3 separate regions of the Mus musculus genome follow, and regions 1 and 3 are each linked to region 2. The links are chromatin contacts, called in public HiCAR-type and promoter capture Hi-C maps. All regions are on one chromosome and are shown on one strand. Each heading gives the region's core, a stretch centred on a gene start, on an enhancer-like site or on the middle of the called end of the contact. The rest is flanking DNA. Distances are from core to core; before and after follow the strand shown.

What was found. Promoter capture Hi-C pulls out the DNA fragments that hold promoters and counts their contacts. HiCAR-type assays count read pairs that join an accessible place to other places.
Region 1: a promoter capture Hi-C map of liver shows a contact between it and region 2. The contact joins the enhancer-like site here to the promoter of Fras1 in region 2. A contact is called at or near these places in 7 of 39 promoter capture datasets (3T3-L1-derived adipocytes, the C10 cell line, cranial neural crest and 3 more), 7 of 484 Hi-C or Micro-C datasets (the HL-1 cell line, cochlea, liver and 2 more), 2 of 115 datasets of contacts at active chromatin or transcription factors (embryonic stem cells and neural progenitor cells) and 1 of 9 other capture datasets (pancreatic islet).
Region 3: a HiCAR-type map of embryonic stem cells shows a contact between it and region 2, with 4 times the contacts expected there. The contact joins the enhancer-like site here to the promoter of Fras1 in region 2. A contact is called at or near these places in 12 of 39 promoter capture datasets (the 3T3-L1 cell line, 3T3-L1-derived adipocytes, the C10 cell line and 7 more), 3 of 484 Hi-C or Micro-C datasets (embryonic stem cells, liver and stem cell-derived neural progenitor cells), 10 of 115 datasets of contacts at active chromatin or transcription factors (craniofacial prominence, embryonic limb bud, embryonic stem cells and 5 more) and 1 of 9 other capture datasets (pancreatic islet).

The regions. Positions count from the first base shown.
Region 1 is chr5:96,519,634-96,523,105 of GRCm38.p6, reverse strand. All of the region lies in intron 2 of Fras1 (Fraser extracellular matrix complex subunit 1), which reads right to left. Among named protein-coding and RNA genes, the nearest start is that of Gm33050, 62 kb to the right of the region's middle. Within about 2 kb of position 1,390, at least 4 of the 459 cell types and tissues checked have an H3K27ac peak or open chromatin away from gene starts, as enhancers often do. A contact at or near this core is called in liver, where this site is marked.
Region 2 is chr5:96,372,397-96,375,703 of GRCm38.p6, reverse strand. It overlaps Fras1 (Fraser extracellular matrix complex subunit 1), which reads right to left and starts at 1,749. Exons shown (of 74, transcript NM_175473.3): 1 at 819-1,749. The coding sequence starts at 891.
Region 3 is chr5:96,556,198-96,559,689 of GRCm38.p6, reverse strand. All of the region lies in intron 9 of Fras1 (Fraser extracellular matrix complex subunit 1), which reads right to left. Among named protein-coding and RNA genes, the nearest start is that of Gm33050, 99 kb to the right of the region's middle. Within about 2 kb of position 1,364, at least 15 of the 459 cell types and tissues checked have an H3K27ac peak or open chromatin away from gene starts, as enhancers often do. A contact at or near this core is called in embryonic stem cells and heart atrium, where this site is marked.

The DNA.
Region 1 (3,472 bases), core at 141-2,640, 150 kb before region 2:
GTGCTGGCTGTCACTTCACTGGTATCTAACCCTGTGTGAAGAAAATATTTCTTCATCTAAGCACTGGACCTGTCAAAGTACTTCCTTGTATTAATGTCCTCATGGACATAAATAATTTATGGGTAATTTTAAATAAAATAAGCCTTTCCCAAGACCAGGATAGATGACCATATATTTTTCAGGCCTAAAACTTTACGAATCAATTTCTATGGCCCCATAAAATTGTTTTATGAAGGTAGGGAGGCAGGAACCCCTCAACAGCTTCCAACTTTGGATAAAGCCATAAAATCTAAAGAAATAACATTGTAAAGAAACTTTTACAGGTTTTTTTTTCCATGTTACTACTGCAATTACATCACTTTATAATCCTTTCTTCAAATCGGGCACACTCTGCAAGAGAAGCATTCTTCAGCTTTTGGCTAGATTACGGACTAGACAACTTTATTATGACAAACCTAGAAACCAGTGGAAGACATGTGTGCAAAGAGTGCCAATGTTTGTAGTAATAGATGAATAAAACGTTCCTGTAGTTGATGCATCTCTATCTCCAAGTATTTTAAAGTGATGTTACTTTAAAAAAAAGAAATGTTACTAGACGAAGAATACAGCTCAGGGGTAGAGCATTTGCTTAGCACATGCAGAGCTTCAAGTTTGACTGATCCTTGGCACTTGTGTGTGTGTGTGGGGGGGGCGTGGATCACACATAATTTATTTACTTAGCTATGTAGTTATTGAACATTTGATTAGTGCTAAAAATAAATAATGAATATATCCCCCCCATTGGTACTCAAATTTGGGAAGGCGAATTATTTAAAGCATTCTAAAGATCAGTATATCAACTGTCAACATAAATTTTCTTTCAAATGACTGTTATAATAACCCATTTTAATTATTGATTAATTCATCTCATTTTTAAAATTCCCTTGGCTTTTTAGACTCAAAATAAGTCAGAAATGGGAATCAAGCTCTCTAAAAGCCATGAATTCCTTTTGAAAATTCCTCTCTAAAAGCCTTTCGAATTCCCAAACTGTACTTAGGAATGTGATTGTTTTGTAGTGAAATATATTTACAAGCATAGCAACAAATATGGCATTATAAAACTAATGAGCAAAGGAATTTGTTCCAGGGTATGAATGCTCAGTGATTTTCTTCTGTTGCTTCTTTATTTATTTTGTTTGCATATTCTATTTCTTCAACAATCATGCATGCTCACATTCTTTTCTTTCTGCCAACCCTGGGCCCAGGTAGAACCTGGACTGTGCAGTTGAACAAGGAGTAGGCGCTTAGACAAAATCGCATACCGAAAACGTAGCCGCGGGTAACCCATGTAAATCTCCTAAGCTATCTACAAACCTTGCTGCATTCAGTGAGTTTAAAAATTAACTGTACTCACTGCATGCCCTTCAAAGCTGCTAAAGACGGGCAGCATTCAACTAGGGTTCACGTCTTCATTTCCAGAAGTTCATTTTCTTGGCAAGTCTGGTTTTCAGGAAAGATAATCCATAAAACGGGGGTTCTTTGACCTAGCTCCAGTTCAGGCATAGAAATAATGGTCCTTGTTTGTCAAAGTACCATAAAGAAACGAATCAATAACTTTCATAAGGTTATTTTAGAGTTCAATTCCTCTCCCAAGTGCCCTTCCACAGACAGCTTAGATAAACAATGCCTTTTTCATTTGGTTTCATTTTAAAGTTCATGGAAAGCTCCTCACTCAGCCCCAAAGAGAAAGGAGAATAAGGCAGTTATTGTCAAGAAAAGATATTAGATCCTCCATTCCAGAGGGATAAATACAAGTTAATACTACAGAAAACAGAAATTGGTAAGCCACTCCCTGTTTTAAACCTACTTCCAAGGTTTGCTCTAAATCATTCCTGTTTACAAAGCATCTTGTTTTACACACTATGAGCTTAAGCTCTCCTATTTCAGCATCCTGGGATGAAGGGCCTATTGCCCAGCTGTCCTAGATTGACAAAGTCAAAGCCAGTCATTGTAAGACTAAGCCAGCATGCAGAAACAACAGCAAAAAACACAGAGGAAATGCTAATTTCTGTGTGCAACTGAAAATACAGTCTTTCAAGAGACCCTGAAGAACATGGCCACTTAACATCGTGTTCTTACATGGATGGCTTGAAACTGCATGGTACCAAGGGTGGAGGCAGGGATCAAACAAGAAGGACAGAGAACAAGCTAACAACTGGAGCCACTAGTCCCAGATCCCACACTCTCCTACTTCACCTTGTCACAATTTGTGGCCAAGGCATAGGACCCCAAATTTTCAAATAAAGGAATAGGCTGCGGAAAGGATGCTTGCATGGCAAAGAGGAAACATGGAGAAAGAAGGAACCCCCTCAGTACTCTCAGATATTTTACTCATTCTCAACACCACTTAACATGTTTTTTCTTAGTTATTATTATTTATCATAATCTTCATTTTGCAGATGGAGAAACTGAAGTCCAGAGAGCTGAGTCACATTCCCTGAAAGAAGTTAGTCCCCTGCATTTTAGCTAATAATATATGCACTTCATTCTAGATATCCTAAGCTTATTTTCTCGGGACACCACCCTGTCCACACACACGGCTTGGTGCACACCTGCATTGCATGCAGGCTGGATCTGCTCTGGCTTGAGCAGCAGAGCTGACATGGTGGAATAGGGAACGTCAGGTTCAAAAGCCCCATTCAACAGCTTCCCAGCGTGAGGATTTTGGACACGTTTACATGTTTTTCTGGGTCAAGTTTTTTCCAGACTATATATTAAAGATAGGACATACTGGGTTCATAGTAAGAATGAAGCAAGCTACTGTTCTTGGCAGTGTGGCTTGCCCACTGGTAGCAGGTACCAGCAATAGCTATGACCTAACTCACATGCCACAACCATAATCACTTGATCCCATTTGTTTTGGCTTGGTTTTGGTTTGTTGTTGTTTTTAATGACATGGGGAAAGGTAGCCCTTAGCACTCTCAGCTGGCATTTCTAGTGCCCAATATAAGGGGACATGAATTTCTTAACGCTCTAGAGTTTGAACAGTATTCTATTATTAAGTTCTGTCATAATTGCTTCTGAAGCGCTAAGTATGAAAAAAATAGGGTTATCTTTAAAATTCGGAATAAGATAAAATATCCAAATAATAAGCCCTTAGTCTAAATCCTCAAGCAAGTGAAACCAGGCTTCTATCCACCGTCCTTCTGGTCCTTGAATGGCGTTTCCTCCACGTCCATTCTAGCATAAGCCTGATCCACAATGAGAATCTGACCAGAGAACACTGCAATGACAAAATAATTTTCATAAACTCCTGGAGATGCTAACCACAGGGAAAAAAATGTCTATTATGACTAGGAAGTCAGCCTCCTATTTCCACTTCAATCCAGATGCTGGGAGACTTCACTACAGCTTAGGCTTGTAATTACTTTTTTTTTCTCTATCAACTCAGCGCCCAAAGACTTCATTTCATATTCCTACAGCAAACGGGGGG
Region 2 (3,307 bases), core at 500-2,999:
GCGGCTCTGAGCAGGTGGGAGCTCTCAGCGCGCCTAGGGGCGCGGGGGGGGGGGCGGGGCGGGGGGAAGCAGCACCAGACTCAACATGTCACACACACACACACACCCCTCATCAGATTTACTGATGTATTATCTGAGCTGAGATTACGAAAGCTATCCTGATGACAACACTCAAGTCTCCTTTCTCTCCCCAAGCTCTTGAAGAAGTGGACTGGAACACCCCCCCCCCCCCCGCGCGCGCGCGCAATGAAAACCTAGGGAGAAGAGAAGTGCATACATGCTCTTTGACCACTTTTTGTTCCTTGAGAAGCAGGCAGCCTCGTGCTCTCGCTCCCGAGTAAAATTTATTTCATTACAACTGAAATCTCAACATCCAGAATACTACTTATAAAATCTTAAGTGGTCTTTAAGGGGAGGGGGGGCGAGTTACTGGGGCGAGGAAAGCAAAATAGAACAGTGGAGCTTGGGTGAGGATTTTATTCCACAAAAGTGAGAGCAACTGCTCGCTTCTCACCTAGGTTCCGAGTAGTTGCTTTTCCTTGAGGAGTAGGGTAGAAGTGGAAGGAAGATTCATCCGGGTTCAGAAATATCACCTCAAAAGGCCACCCACCCGCAAAAAGCAAAGAGGAGGCCGTGGCCGGGCTGAGGTTTGACCGCAAGAGAAACCAGGAGTGGGGATTTCAGCTGAAAAGGAAATCCACTCCGTGTCCACCTATCGCCTCAAATCAAAACTTCCACCCAACAACCCACAGCACTAAACCCGGCTGAGTGTCTTAAACTGCACAGTCGAACTCACACGGGGTTCCGCTCTTTTTTACCTTCACAATTAGGCAATACTGCAAATTCCGCCAGCGCTAGGGCCACCCCGAGCCACGCTTTGAGGACACCCATCGCCGCCGCGGCACTCTCGCAGGAAGATCCCAGCCTTCAGCATCCAAGAACCTGCTCTCTGCCAAACCTCAGGCTGTGGCGCCGGCGCCGGGAACCGGGACGCACAGACACTGGGGAAGCGCTGGCTGCTGGGCCGGGAGCCGAGGTTGGCCGGGTGGACCGCAGAAGGATGCGGCCGACAGTAACACTCAGTCAGCCCCGAGGCTCACTGGGTTCTCCAGCAGAGCGGCCACCAACGTGAGCCGAGGCTGCGAGGAGGAGGCAAAGCTCAGATCGCCGCCAAGACTAGCAGGAAAGTTGCAGGTCAGCGGCTGCTGGGATTCCGCAGCATTGCCTCGGGCTAGACCAGTTCCTCCGGAGGTCCCCAACTGGCGAGCTGCAGGAGCAGGTTCCTCCTCGGCAGCTTTTCAAAGTTCTCTCGGCACGCCCCCGTCTGTCCGTGTAGCATCGGCCGAGGCGGGTCCCCGCGAACACGCCGGGCCGGGCTACAGCAGCGCTCGGGGAGCTGGGCGGTGCAGGGCCGCTGGTTGCAAACTTTGTGCGGCCCTGCAGGAGCTCCGGGACTCGGGGGCGCTGCAGCCGCACCGCACCACGCCGCCCGGCTGCTGCAGGCGCTTCCAGAGCTCCGCGCGGAAGGCGGCGCGGGGGGCGCTGCTGCCACTTTCTCGCGCCCGCCCCTCGCCGAGAGGAGGAGGGCAGAGGGGCGCGGCTTGCTCCACACCGACGCCCACCTCCCCGCACCGTGCACCCCGAGCTGCGCTGCAGGGCGGAGGTGCGATTACCCAAGTGGAGGTGGAGCCATAATTGTAGATGCAAGGAGGAAAGAGAGAGGCTGGAAAAGACCCCTCCGAACTCAATGCTCCCCAGATGAGGGGCCTGGAAACGCACAGGATAAGTCCCCGAGTGGATCCTCGCATTTAAAGCACGCACGCTCCGCCTTCCTCAGCCTCTCTCGCCTCCTTCCTCTCTCCTTTGCTGGGTGTGAAAATGGACTCAGAGACTACGAGCTTTGGCAAAGATTCCAGAGAGTCACGTGGGGAAGGGGAGCCGCGGTGAGGGGGTGGGGGAAGGCGAGAGAGCAACCTGATCCCCTTATTCATCCTGCAGGAGTTGCATTGGCTTTGTCTGAGGCGGGATCAAAAGTGGTCACACCGAGGGCGGGTGGAAACAGGAGGTTAGGTCTCCATTCAGACACTGTTGAGGGTACCACAGGAGAGGCTAGTTGGGGACAGGGTGCTCACACCCAAGTCCTAACTGCTACTTCTCCACCTCTCGTCATGCCCACTGCTGCTGAACACAGAGCCTGAAGCAGAGCTGACTGGCCATCTTCGCATTTTGGACCCTCAGGGGTTTTCCCTGCAACCTAGCAGTCTTGGGGCACGTGTGTTCTAGGTTGAGATTCCCACGGTGAGTGCACCTTTACAGCTTCCTAAAAGATGAAAACACCACACAGTCTGGGTGAGTCCAGCTGCGCCTCCAAATGTCAAAGACTGGGAAGCCAATGTCAGGGCAAAAGCATCCTGGTGTGCACACTGGAGGTAGTTGAGGGATAGGGTGGGGTCTGGTTTCCAGCCAGTACTGAGTGATAGCTATTTTTAGAGGACTAAATAAAAATAGCTGGTCCAGGTTTGATCATTTTGTAACTGGGGATGGTTACACGGGAGAGATACAGACTGGGTTTCGAAGGCCAGACAGAAAAGATTCTCTGTCTTGGCAGAGCTGTGACAGCTAGACTGTCCAGAAAGGAGTTTGAAGTGGCAGTGAACACCGAGCTATTCAGGGTGGTGGGCAGGGATCTTAGTAGACTCCAATATTGCTGACGATCATAGGGAAGGCCCATGTTCTAAAGCATGCCAGTAGTACTTGAATTCCTTGCTTTTTAGAATAAGAGGATGAAATGAAACTGAAGGGTCCCTGTAACTATCACCACTTAGGCACCGAAACATTTGATTAACCTGGGTGTGGCTGTTGAGTATTCAAAGGACTTAGGAATCGCCCAGCAATTCCTCGATGCCTCCCAGAGCCGTTGTGGGGACAGAGCGGTTTTATCTCTGTATTTGAAGCACATATGGGGACTCTGTAAACATTAGTTGAAAGAATGAACTGAATCAAGCCAGTAATCATCACCGCCAGAGTTCAGCCACAGCTTGGATGGAACCTGAGTCCTCCCTCCTCCCACTTCCCCCTCTTCCTCTAGAAACTATTTTCTCAGACCAATGGAAAGTACTGTCCAAATTCAGGTGGATACACCCTAACAATTCCTAACCCCTCCTAAACACTTTTTCTGTAGCCACCACTGACTAGGAGTAACTTAAGACAGCTGGTTTCCCTAGAATAAACTATTTGACTTCATTTTTAAGAAAGCATAGAACTGTGGCACCCAAAGGGGTCTCAAACCATCTTTTGGACTTGCTAA
Region 3 (3,492 bases), core at 115-2,614, 180 kb before region 2:
GCTGGCTCCCTCTGGAATGTCTCCTGAGAGTTCCAGTGTATTCTCCAAGTGCATTTTCCTCCCATATTCTCAGGACTCGTGCATGTGCTCTGTTCTCTCCACCCCATAATTACCTACCTACCCGTGACCAGAAACAGCAGTCATGGCAATGTCATAGTACAGCCAAGACAAGTGGCAGGAAAGGCTCACACTATCTCAGATTCTTACAGTCAGGATGTGTAGCCTTAGTGTCAACAAAAGCATGCAAATCGAGCCAGTATTTGAATATCAAACCAGAGGGATCCTTTTATGTACAGATGTAGAACCAGGCTAACGCACAGCTAACTTTTGTTTTAATTACAGGAGGAAGAAAAGAAATGCCACATTTTGAAGACACATGTTTGCTCACAGTCTTCCCACTTTAATAATCTCAACTTAATTTTTATTTCAAAAATAATGAATGCTTGATGTTTTTAAAAAATCTAAATAATTCTCTGTAGATGAGAAAGTTTAAATTCCACTGCAGCCCCCACAGTCCAGAGAATATGCTACTAAATCACAAATTCTGCTTGCAATTTTCTTTATATAAACAATAATATCTAATATTCGCTGGCTGGCTGCAGAGTGTTCTTCAAAGCACTGCCTACTTTCTAAGGACTCATTTAGTTTCTGGAGAGTGATATATTTCTTTCAATATTTAATATTCAACTTGGGGGCTTTATATTGAATTTCAAAGTTTAGGAACCATATTAAATAGAAACAGCACTGTAAAATTAAATACTCGTATGAAACGATGATAGCTTATGTTTAAAACACTATATTAAAGAAAAATAGATTGTAAAAGGATTTGTTGTCTTTGGGTTGTACCATTAGGAGTGGATTTTAGGCTCTCTTCTAGAGTCTTCAAGATCTGCTAAACAGAATACACATTTCCTTTTTAATGAAGAAAAACATAAATTTCTAAAACAAACACAAAACTGTATGAATGGCTATAACACTGCACAATTCCTAAAAGTTATTTCAAACAGAAGAGATCTATATGGATTGTTCTCCATCAAAATTCACACCAGTCAGAGGCCAGCAGAGAGCAGTGGGTGCTATAGGGATCGGGCGTATTTACATATAAATTGTTTTGCAGAAACAACGAATCAGCTGTGGGGAAGGCATCACTGAGGATCAGATTGGAATTTTGCTTTCAAAGCATATAAAAGGGTTTATATGTGTGTAATCTAAGTTGCTTAAAACAATATTTTGAAGCAAGACAGAGTATACTTCTGTTAAAAAGAAAAGGCAGAGCAGAGAGTTGCTAGAGACCTCCCACAGCCCATAGCGAGAAGAAGGTGGCTGTTCTGAGTCTTCACACAGGGCAGTGAATAACAAAAAGCCCTGTTCCTGGGGAGCAAGGATTCAGCCTGTGTGAGGTAGGAAGGTCTAAACAGCTTTACTATTTATAGAAGCCTGGCTGTCCCCAAACACGCCAGCTTATTGTTGTGGGGAACATGCCAACTAGCTTCTGACTTGGGCTTTGAATAGAACTAAATTGTGAAACAAACTCATTCATTTCACGTTGAAGTGTGTTCTCCATATCAAACGTGCTGCACCTCCTTGGCTGAATACCTAACCCCTAGGGAACAATGACTCTGGAAGTCAATTTAATGCGCATTAGCACAGGATGGCCTTTTTTTGAGGTAGTTTTCCTCTGAAGGCTCCCCAGCTATGCATGCCTTCCCTCTTCAGTAGGCTGTGCTACAGGCCATTCCTCCCAGCACAGTACATCTCTGGAGTAAACAGTAGGCCCTTTTAAGAAGAAAGCAATAATGTGATATTGTCATCTGAATTTTACGTTGAAAGACATTATAACACCTGGAAATATGAAATCAATCATATTGTGCTAGTCTACCATTGGTCAATTTATGTTTCAGTGTCGAGGGTTTTTACTGAATACATCAAAGACAAGGATCATGCCATATTCTCCTTCAAAAAAAAAAAAAGCAAAAACAAAAACTGTGCATTGATTCAAGAACATTGGTGCTGATTCAATAATAAATAGCAATGGAGAGCAAATATGATTCTGTCATCTGCAGAAACTGAGATTTCTATAGCCTTGTGTAGATCCGTGACACTAATACCTAATACATCCTTGGTCTCCAAGATTAGAAGTCAAATAGACTTGATATTTTCAAGAGGGCCTCAGACAGCAGGGTGGAACTGACTGGAAGCCCCAGCAGTGGAGACACAGCTGCCTCACAGTTATTTCCCTCAGGAGATCTGAGGGCATCTAACTCATATTCCATAATCCTTGGTGCTCCTGCGGACCTCCGAGTAGAATCATTTCTGCTCGTGTATCTGGCTTCCCACAAAGCCCAGGAACTCTCAAGGTCATCGTACGTCTTCATTGTTTGATCACCAGCGATATAAGCAGAGTAGAAATTAAGAAGCTATTAGGATAACCAGGCTTTAACAAGGTCATTAACCAAAGCTAATTTCAGAATTATGGTATCTAAAAAGAGGCCGAAGGGTATTTTTTTTCTTCCTCCTTAAGATTCTATTTTGGGCTGGAGAGATGGCTCAGCGATTAAGAGCACTGACTGCTCTGCCAGAGGTCTTGAGTTCAATTCCCAGCAACCACATGGTGGCTCACAAGCATCTGTAATGGGATCTGATGCCCTCTTCTGGTGTGTCTGAAGACAGCTACAAAGTACTCATATAAATAAAAAATAAAAAATAAAAAATAAATATCTTTTAAAAAAAATGATTCTATTTTGGTTTTGGTTTCACTACTGGCAGTAATTCCAGCTTAGAATCTACTAACTTACACAAAATTGGGGGTATGTGGAGACACTCTAGAAAAAATTAAACATCTGGGGAAACAGGCCATGGGCTTCAGAACCTCAATCCTTAGAGGCAAAGGTGGGGAGCACAACAGAAAACAGATTAGGGAGCATGGCTCTCTCACCTCCAGAAGCTTCTCCTCGTTGTCCTCAAGGACACACAGAGAGCCCAGCTAATACCACTGTGGTAAAGTGGGCCAGCAGACCCAGAGGGATGCCGCCAGAGGGGACAGTGGGCTCTGCTCCTTTTCTCAAGGGAGGTTGAGAGTGGGTGGTTGAGAAGCCCAGCAGGCCAGAACCACCTCTCACCATTTTTCACAAACCTTGGAATAGTCAATGAGTTAAACCTTGAAGTATAACCCAGCACTGTCAGATACAGAGGCAAGGAAGCCCCACCCCAGACAGCAAGAGAAGGAAAAGGCCCTCTTCAAGTTTCCTGTCATCTCCTTCCAAGCATTCTGACTCCTCTCACATAAGGAAAAACAGAAATGAAAAGGCATGGGGGTGGTAAATAAATCTACGGGAAGGCAAGACCCTCTCTGCTTGAGTCTGTTTCAGCTCTGCCAAGACCTGGATGTGGGAGGCGAAGTGAAAAATATCAATGCTGTGAATGACAGTCTTGTTTGAAAGCTTGCCTCTCTTTAGGCTCAGTGCTGGAAATGGCAGAGAGGAACCAGAAAGA